Regions from separate parts of the Zea mays genome. Here all the other regions are linked to region 3. Evidence: chromatin contacts called from public Hi-C data. All regions are on one chromosome and are shown on one strand. Each heading gives the region's core, a stretch centred on a gene start, on an enhancer-like site or on the middle of the called end of the contact. The rest is flanking DNA. Distances are from core to core; before and after follow the strand shown.

Region 1 (3,508 bases), core at 95-2,594, 290 kb after region 3:
AAGGTGTCGAGCGCATCGTGAAAGTGACACCCGCGAGCGGCGTCACGGGTGATGGGTTGTAATACCCAAAATTTAGATAACAAAATAGAAGGGAATAATACTTTGTGTAACATGGGTTCTTACTCGTTTTAAAGCATATAAAGGTTCATGATTAATGTAATTAATGTAAGAGATGAACTATAAAGAAGTTAAGCATTCATGCTAGATGTTTTCTTGATTTATACATTTAAAAAAACTAAAACTCTCATTTAGGTTTGAATTTTGGATTAAAAAAAGAAAACCTCTCTGCGGCCGACTGTTTTTTTTTTTTTTGTTCTGGCCCAGAACCACATGGGCTCTCGCTTTCCCCTGGTGCCGTTCAGTGGACCAACTAGGCAATCGTGGCTCACGGCTTTGGCTGGTGCTCAATCACTGAATTGTGGTCCCCACATGTCATCCCTTTCTTCTTTCCTCCTCACCGAAACAAGCGGGCGGTGCCATGAACCTCAGACGGCTGTGGAAACCTGATTCTGGGAGATGGGGCTCCACACCGCGCGGCCTCGCCACCAACAGTGCCTGGGGCCCAGGGATTTATCCGCCTGGTGTATTCCCCTCGCGAAAACTCTCCCAGAGCCATGCACGGAGTTCGTTATGAACTAATCCCGTGAATAAAGCATCTGTCTGGCCAGCTTCTCCTTCACCAGCGTAACAAACCCAACAACAACTGCATGATCACCGTAACTACCTCCTCCATGTATCCGCCCCTGGGTATATTTATTCACCACCGTGACCTCGCGTTGGACATCATACTTATGGTCTGCGCGAATTAACAGATATATAGCAGGTAGAGAAAGAAATAGAGTTTGTCACCGAGGAAGCGTTGTGGTGTCTATGCCATTGGTTAACCTCGGAGTGTAGCTAGGAGGTCCCTCAGATCAAGTCGTGCATGCACCAGAGGATTGCATGGAGCTACGACGGCTAGATAACTGGGAAGATCGTTGTCGAAGCCTCGGTCGTATTCGCGACCACGCGAAGCTATGGACAAACGCTGGCACCAGCACCGGGGTCCGTCCCTACTACCGGTATGATAGCCTTTCCGAGTTTGCCCCTCCTGTTTCATTTTCATCGAGTCGCGCTTAAGTTTGGATGCTAGCATACCGGATGGGCGTGTGCCGGCAATGGCCTCTGCTGTGTACTGCGCGAGCCACCATGGCTGACCGCCGGGAGAAGGAAGAAGCAATTTGAGACGCTGATCTGGTGTTGGACGAGTGAGATTAGAACTAGATGTTTTAAATCAAGGCCGTTGTAGTACATCAGACGGTTCAGGTTGCGCGGTACCCCTTCGGCCAGGCTTTTTACGTGAGAGACCCTCAGGTTTATGATATTGAACCCGCAGTCCACCCTAGCTGTAGCCTGAGCCTTGGGAGTCTTTCGAATTAGACCCTGCATTTCTCTGAAATGCTGCGCGCAGTCCTGTAATTCGAGAAAATAGGGAAAAGGTTTTAGAAAATGAATTTCTAGTGCTAAAATAATTCCAAAACTTATATACTTCATAGAAAATTCATTTTAAATCCTTTTTCATCCATTCTAGTTGCAATAATTTTTTTTGTCTATCACCTAGTAAGTTTATTTTGTTATGAAACCTAAACTAAAATTGTGTACTTAATTTCTTTTGTGCACCAGTGCTAAATCTATAGAAATTCGTAACTTTTTAACCGTAACTCTGATTTGATCCGTTCGAATTGCGTTAGATTCACAATAATATCATCTATACAGTATGACACTAACATTTATCGCACCCCATACTTTTATTTTTAGAAATTTGTCTAGCCTATGTTTAATAGATTAACTCCTCTAAACGAAGTTAACCTATCCATGATTATAGTTTGATTAAAATATGTTCTCTAGTCAAGTTATAATTAAGATTAAAGTTGAATTAATTATTCATAGAATATTATCTCATATGGTGTATACTAATCAATTTATAATATAGTTTAATAGTTAAATCACATAGATCTCCCATAAATCATAACTCCTTAACCATAACTCCAATTTTAGCTATTCTCGAACCCACGATCTTGTAGCTTCGCATAGATTATTATTACGCAGTTTATTCTTATGCTTGGTGTGATGTTAATTTTGCCTATACCATGTTTATTTGTATTGCTACGACTAGCAGTGAGGTCATGTGTCATCTGAAGAGCAAGTTGGTACCTGGAATATCAAGTCCCAGGCAAGTTGTGCCCTTGATCACTTCTTTTACCCAGTCATGTTCTAATTAATCATAATGATCTGCATAGGTTAATTTTGATGGGACCCAACAGGTTACCCTAGTTTGATTATCTTTATACCTTGACTCCACTAAACTTTTTGGGTAGTACCTGCTATTGCTTTATGTGGTTTTGGGTATGAAGATTACACTATTCATGATTATACTTTTGTTATCAGTTGTTATTTATTGTTCATGTTAAGATCATTATGTTAATTGGAACATGGAGAACCACCCGGGAAAACAGTGCTACCACAAGGGTTTATGGACGCCCTTGGCTGATTAACTAGGAAAGCTAGTGGATGACTACCTTAACCGAAAGGGGCAAGGGCAGTAGGGGAGTGGTCAGTGTAGGGATGTCCTTGGTTGATTTTGCTGCGATGGCGGTTAGGCGAGGGATTCCTGCACTGGAGCTTCCTATAAACTGTAGCTGGTTTTCTGAAGCTAGTGGAACTTTGTAAAGGCCTCGTAGTGTTACCCTGTCTCACCTCCTCGGTAGAGGTGTATGGGATTGGTCGTCTCTTGGCAGATGGGTAACATGACTTGTGGGTAAAGATGTGCAACCTCTGCAGAGTGTAAAACTGGTATACTAGTCGTGCTCACGGTCATGAGCAGCTCGGACACTCACATGATTAATATATGGAACTAAATTCAATTTGCCATATGCATTGCATCGCAGGTGATGTTGTTACTTTTGTTCTACTACTTAATTGGGTTGGTATTTACTTATACTTAATAATTGCTAATAAAATTTTGACCAACTTTAAAAGCAATGCTCAGCTCTAACCATCCTCTTTGGTAAGCCTTACACTTCACATGAGCTCCCACCTTTGGCGAGTTCATGCACATTATTCCCCACAACTTGTTGAGCGATGAACGTATGTGAGCTCACTCTTGCTGTCTCACACCCCCTCACAGGTCAAGAACAGGTACCACAGGATGAGGCGCATGGAGGATGCTGCGATGTGTTCGTGAGAGGTCTAGGCCGTCGTCTCCTAGTCAACTTTGGGTTGCTGGACCGTTGTCTCCTTATAATGTAATTATTCATTTATTTTGTATAGAACTCCTGTTATTTAGTAAAGATGTGACATTCGATCCTGTGCCATGAATCATCATATGTGTGAGACTTGGTCCCAGCACACCTGGTGATTATGTTCGCGCCCGGGTCTTGGTGCCCCTAAAACCCGGGTGTGACATGGGTCGGGCAACCCATCCTTCCAGCTCCTGCTCCTTTGAAAGGTCGGTGTTGTGGCTCGAGCT
Region 2 (3,191 bases), core at 182-2,681, 340 kb after region 3:
GCTACTAAAGTTTCTCCTTTGAGCTTGTTTTTGGCAGGAAGCGGTTTTGCATGTGGAGGTAAGCCTAAATGTTGTCAGGTTCGCCAGTCAGAATGATGTAACTGTCGGTGATTATTATAATTCAATGATAGACTATATTGATGAAGTGACCAACAAGAGATTGATAGCTCTAGGAGAAATAGAAAAGACAAGATCATGGTCGGCAAAGCTTACAACAATAAGGTCAAGGCTAAGTCATTCCAGGTTGGAAACCTGGTATGAAAGACCATCTTGCCATTGAGGAACAGAGACCGGAAGTTTGGAAAATAGTCGCCAAGCTAGAAAGGTCTTTAAAAGATCACACATGTAATATCATTACCTGGAAACACTTATATATTACAAAATTACAAGGTGAGGACTTGTCCAATGCGCTGAACGAACGTTTTTGGAAGCAATATCATTGTAGTACGTGGCAAGATGCTTAAAAGAACCGATGTGGTCACGTCGAGTTGATTACATCATGTGCTAGTGCTTTTGGTTCACCCAGCTCCTCCAAAAGAAAGAGGGACATGTGTTGAGCACCATTTGTGGTACTGGGCATAGTCAGATGGTCCGACCTTGAGGATCGGATGGTCCAGCACGAGGACAGTCCGCCCGTAGGCGTGGACGGTCCACGAATAGATCAGATTAGGCACAACTAATCTGTTTTCCACGCGATTTGCCCCTCTAAATCCGGTGTTGCTGTTGGGAGACGTCTAGAAACGGATCTAGATCTCCCTCCTATATATATTAAGGGGTACGACCGATACAATCACCAACAATTAATCAAACAATCAATTTATCTTCCGTTCTTTACCTTTTGCCCTAGGTGTGGACAATAACATAGTTTCCCCTCTAATCTTCATCTCTCTCCGGCTCTATGTCGTTTAGAGGCGTCTTGGATGGTCTGCCGATCCCAAAATAAATCCTATAACCTCTCCTCCTCGATGGGTCCCTTCCGGAAGCGAGATCTAGGTGTTGTTGGCGAACTCCATCGCCTCTACACGCGTGGACCGTTCGCCCATCAGGCGTGGACCGTACGACTTGTCTGCAGAAACTCTAACTCCTGCGCCAGGTCGCGGACCGTCCACGCTGCCGTAGAGAGCACCGCCATTAATGCACATTGTAGTGATTGGCGTATAGATTGGCGCCTACAAATACTAATAGCAATTTTCTCCCATTCTTCACTTTGTTTTCTTATGCGTGAGGTGTGATTGTGTCCGCGAGCATCATCACCAATGCATATCGTAGTGATTGACGGTTAGATCGGCGCCAACAAATACTAATGGCAAATCTCTCCCGTTCATCACTTTGTTTTCTTATGCGTGAGGTGTGACTGTGTGTGCAAAGAACCGCTTGCTACCAGCAAGAAAACCCTCTACAAGCCCTTTTTTTTTTGTTATCCGGTCCGCCCAGGCTCTTCCCATTCTCCGGCGCTTCCCTCTGTCCCTTGGCTCGCTCTGGCGTGGTTCTCCCGTCCCCTGGTGCGTGCGCGCTTCTCGCTCTCTCGTGGCGGCGACTGGGCGACTATCGCCTCCGCCCTACAACAGTTGCTCAGGTCTTCTTTGGGCCCTTCGCCGGGGACAAGCACCCACCGGGTACGCCTATCCCTTTTCTTCCCCTAACATCTATTTGTCGAATCTGATGTAGTTACAAGTGTAGTGTACATGTAGTATTATCCCTGCTAACTCTTTTTTTTGGGCAAAAATTATCGTGTGTACATGTGTATACCCATGCCCTTTACTGGGTTCCCCCTGATAGCTAGTAATTATCAGTAGTAAAATCTTTGTTCCTGCATGTTCGCGGATGCAGTTTCACTGTTTTAAAATATTTTATGATGCAATACCACAATTTATAGGGTGTATTTAGAGTAGAAACCAGAGGTTTGAATCGGGCTTGTGAATTCTAGTTAAAAAAGCACATTCAACGAACAAACTGGCCAACATAAGCTGCTCCTGACCTTAAAAAACAGGCTGCTCTCACGTGATATGTGTCTTTTATGCAATTGCAAAGATGTAACAAATTTCGTTGTTCCTTGGAAACATTCCGATTTCTATAAACAAGCCTTTGAGTCTGAATATTGATAAGTGTTTGCAGAGAAAATCAATAAATACATCGGCCTGAAAGAATGGGTTATGGCATGAGTAGGCTAGACGATGAATACTATGAGGCTGAAGGGCAGAATACTGGTGGATCTGGCTCAGTTCAAGTGAACGATGAGTTTGCAACACTACATAATGATATTTTTCATATGACCCGAATGAGATCAGGACTTACTGAAAGCTACAAGTCCATGGGTACCAACAGAGGCATAATATCAACTGCCAAGTTATTATCTCGAAGGGAAATTGATTGTTCTGGAAAGGGGATGTTCTCTTCTGGTGACCGTGCATTTGTTCTAGGTCGTCATGTTCCGATGAACAATCCTGAATTATTGGATAGGATGGATTCTCGTGCTTACGTTTCACAGTTTTCTGCTGATGGTACTCTTTTTGTTGCTGGTTTTCAGGTATGCTATGCTCAACCAACAATAGTCGAGGTTTTAAACAAGTTCAAGTCAGAATTTCCTGGTGTTTACTTTTTCTGTCATCATGTTATGCATTTTTAAAGTTAAAATTTATAGACGTAGTATAAATAACATTTCTTTTCATTTTCAGGGAAGTCACATAAGAATATACGATGTTGATAGAGGCTGGAGCATACACAAAGACATTCATGCTAGGTGTTTAAGATGGACAATCAGTGATGTATCCTTATCACCTGATCAGCGGTATCTTGTAAGTTTCTCCTGGATTTAATAAGTTTAGCTTATCACCCTTATTCTACATGCTTTGTTCAGTTTTGGTTTGCATGTAACTCTATTTTGCAACTTTTCATCAGTCAGCATTGTAGATAAATCTCTTTCATTATTCTTCTTATCAAGAAGAAATATTTCATATGCAACTCTGTTCAACAGGTGAATAAACCAAAGAGTACCAGATGTGGTTACATGTTTTACAACAAGTTTTCATTTTTTTTATTATTGTATCTTTTGACGGGAGAGCATATGGGCTGGGAGCTGGGTAGTTCCGGTTCTTCTAGTGGAAACATGTTGCAGTTGGGAAATGGATGTTTCACATGGACAATATCATAGAGGCTAGCATCCAAAGATGAGTTGTGCAATATTGACCTTA
Region 3 (3,236 bases), core at 356-2,855:
CCGGCCACGGCCGCGCGGACGGCCACGTGGTGGGCGATGTTGCCGCCGGAGCTGTCCCCCGACAGGAACACGCGGGCGCCCCCGCTCGAGCCGCTGCCGAGGGAAGGCTGCGACGTCGCCCACTTGAGCGCCGCCCACCCGTCGTCGTACGCGCACGGGTACCGGTGCTCCGGGGCGCGCCGGTAGTTCACCGACACCACCACGCCCTTGCTCAGCCTCACCAGCCGCCGGCACAGGTTGTCGTAGATGGCCGTGCCGGACGACGAGTGCGCGAAGCTGCCGCCGTGGAAGAAGAGGATGACCGGGAACGGCGTCGACGCCGCCGGCGTGCCGCCGAGGAAGTCCAGGATGGGCAGGGTGGCGCCGCCGCCGCCGTTGTTGTTGGCGGCGGCGCGGTAGATGCGGACCTCCAGGCCGGTCGACGTGTCGATCACGTGGTCGAAGGAGGAGACCCCCTCCTGGGCCCGCGCGTCGGGCGCCACCCGCCGGTCCAGGAACTCGGCCAGGTCGCGGTCGAAGGTGCCGTCCGCCCGCCGGAGCATGTTGTACGCCAGCTTGAAGTTGGAGATGAGGACCCATGTGTGGATCGGCACCGCCCCCTGCACAACCACACCACACAACAACAACAAGGAACAAACATCAGCAGCAACAGACAGTTCCTCAGCAACACTCAAACCTCCTCCTCATCACACACACACACACACGCCACCCTACTCTTTTGCAGTTTCGTGAGAACGGCAATGCGAGCGGCCACCGGACCTTCGGCCGCCGCCTGCCACTGCCAGCAGAAAAGATGGAAGCTTTGGCAATGATTTGGTCGCTTCCGTCTTGTTGGGTAGCCATTTCCGTGACACCCCTCGCCACTCCCTCCCAAACTCCAAAAAAAAAACAACGGGGGCAAGCGAGAAGAGGATAAATTTGGGATTGAGCCCAAAGGGGAAAGGAGCGAGCGATTGACCCGCGAAATCACCGGCCGGCGCTGGCCCCGACCCACCACCGCCCCACCGAACCATGCATAAAGCGGCGGCACAAATCGGGAGGCGCGCCGCCCTGGCGCATCCCAACAGAAGAAACGCGCAAGGACGGCGGCGCGCATGCCCGCGCGAAGAAACTAGTACGTACAGGCCCCAGGGGACAGGAGGAAGCAGCAGCGGTAGCCGCTTGCGCGCGCGCACCTTGCACTCGTTGCGGTTGACCTCGTCGCTGCCGGCCATGGCGGTGGGCGCCGCTCGGCTCCGGACCGGACCGGACCGCACCGCCGGCTTCACTGCTGCAAGTGCAAGATCTCTGCCCCCCGGGCAACAAAAGCCTGGCTTGGCTCACCACATGGGCGCCGGAGGCCCGACCACGGCCACGGGCAAGTGATCCCGCTGAACCGAGACCGGCCCGAGCGCGACGCGCCCTCCCGCGTCCCCGATCTCCTATCTGGGGCAATAAGCCCCGCCTCTCCACCAACCTCTGGGCTCGACGAGCCAAGCAAGCAGAGGCCGGGGAACGAGCAGCGCGCGGGCGCGGTAGTACGAGGAGCTGGAGCAGCAGAAGCGCTGTAGGCTGTGGTGTGTGTGTCTGTGTGTGCAGGCCGGCACAGCGGGGGAGGCGAGGGAGTGATGGAGGGGAACAGGAAGGAGGGAAGGGGCGAGGGGTAATAGCGAGGTGCGGAGCCGGACGCCGGACGGACGGAGGAGACGACAAAACCGGGCGGCTCAAAAAGTAAAACCCGCGGGGGATGCGGGGCCTACACGCACGCACCCAACCCCCCACTTCTTCTCCCTACCCAAACTTGTCAATATTTTTCTCTCACACACTATCTTCTTCCTCCTTCCCCTCTCTCTCAGTCTCTGTCTCTATCCCCTCGCATGCCTTTTTTGTTTGTTTATTATTTCTTTTGGAGGGTTGCGCGAGAAGGTTTGGATGGATCTGGCGATAGCCGGCCTGCCGCTGCCCTTTGGGGACGAGGACGAGAGTTGCCCTCCGGCTTTTCGTGCTCGCCTGCCTTTTCCTCCTTCGCCGGCCTCGTCGTCGCTGTCGTCGCGGAGATTAGGGGCGTGTTTGCGACGCGTATGAGGCCGGCTCGGCTCGCTCGGGTGAACCGGGCTGAAGTTAGCCGGTCTCAATTGATACAATATATTTTGTTTGTGCAACTGTACCAAATAAGCCCGGTCCAAGTGAGCCGATGTTTGTCACACGTAGACAACCAGGTTAAAAGTCACTTTTGCTTCTTGAAAGCAGCCACGAGGAGCTGGTTTGCGCCACCGGCAGCCGAGCTCCAAAAAAACGGAGCCTGCCTTCGTTTTCTGGGAGCCAGGCTGAAGAGCCACTTTTACACCCGCAGGACCGAGCCCCAAAACAAATTAAGACACACAAACACACACGTTGCATCCAGCGAGCGCAGCCAGGCCAGCGGGCCAAGGTCGCAAACGTGCCCTAGATTTTTTTTTTCGTTCGAGTCCAGCCATGGGAGTTGGACGGAGCGCGAGAAGCCGAGAACTGCTGGTAGGTGCACCAAAATGGTGTACGTGGACGTTGGGCTATCTGCTGGACGTATCCGGGCCACTATTGCTATCGCAAAACCCTGGCCTGGGGCCAAAAGGAAAGGCTCTCTCGTTTTTGGGTCCCAAAAATGCTCTCTCTCTGCCGTGTTGCCTTTGCCACTTTTGTTTCTCTGTCTGTCTATTCTATCGTTTTCCAAGTGACAACGTATGTTTTTTTATATATATAGAAAGGAAAAAAAAAACGAGATGTACTACCGCTGAGTTCGAATGTGTCCAACGAACACACGTAATGACTGAGATATTTGAGATATCAGGTTAGGGGTATCAATATATACAGGAAATAACAAAGTACTACTACCGCTGAACTCCCTTTTTTTTAAAAGAAAAAGCACAGGTGAAATGAAGTACGCCTAAGCAGCTAAGCTAAGCTAAGCTGACTTCTACCAGCCTAGCATATGCCTTAACCTTAGGTTGACGTCTCTCTTTTTCCCCCATATTGAAGTCACATCGGCAATACATACCACCGGCTTCCAAGGACACAAGCTGGCTTTTTAAACATCTCATCTGAACCATAGCACTAGATACCAACTAAAAAAAGGCAGGGGGAAAAAACTAGTAGTAGCATAGTTTCGGCCTTTGCCAACCGGTCTTGTAGCACCCAGCGTCCCAGCCTTTATCAGCTAGCTATCGATCACACACACCACACCAAGCTGCCGACTGTCGTCATCATTAGACCACCAACGC

Evidence for each region. A called contact is a pair of places that touch in the nucleus more often than the background predicts.
Region 1: a contact with region 3 is called in a Hi-C map of ear, with 4 times the contacts expected there. The contact joins the enhancer-like site here to the promoter of LOC100216730 in region 3. A contact is called at or near these places in 2 of 25 Hi-C or Micro-C datasets (ear and tassel).
Region 2: a Hi-C map of ear shows a contact between it and region 3, with 2.8 times the contacts expected there. The contact joins the promoter of LOC100281565 here to the promoter of LOC100216730 in region 3. A contact is called at or near these places in 6 of 25 Hi-C or Micro-C datasets (bundle sheath, ear, endosperm and 1 more).

The regions. Positions count from the first base shown.
Region 1 is chr8:108,519,502-108,523,009 of Zm-B73-REFERENCE-NAM-5.0, reverse strand. No RefSeq gene overlaps it. Among protein-coding and RNA genes, the nearest start is that of LOC109942011, 45 kb to the right of the region's middle. Within about 2 kb of position 1,344, at least 17 of the 20 cell types and tissues checked have an H3K27ac peak or open chromatin away from gene starts, as enhancers often do. A contact at or near this core is called in ear and tassel, where this site is marked.
Region 2 is chr8:108,472,009-108,475,199 of Zm-B73-REFERENCE-NAM-5.0, reverse strand. It overlaps LOC100281565 (LEC14B), which reads left to right and starts at 1,431. Exons shown (of 10, transcript NM_001154484.2): 1 at 1,431-1,616; 2 at 2,116-2,527; 3 at 2,676-2,795. The coding sequence starts at 2,147.
Region 3 is chr8:108,807,735-108,810,970 of Zm-B73-REFERENCE-NAM-5.0, reverse strand. LOC100216730 (Gibberellin receptor GID1A) reads right to left here and starts at 1,605. Exons shown (of 2, transcript NM_001399100.1): 1 at 1,176-1,605; 2 at 1-599. The coding sequence starts at 1,214.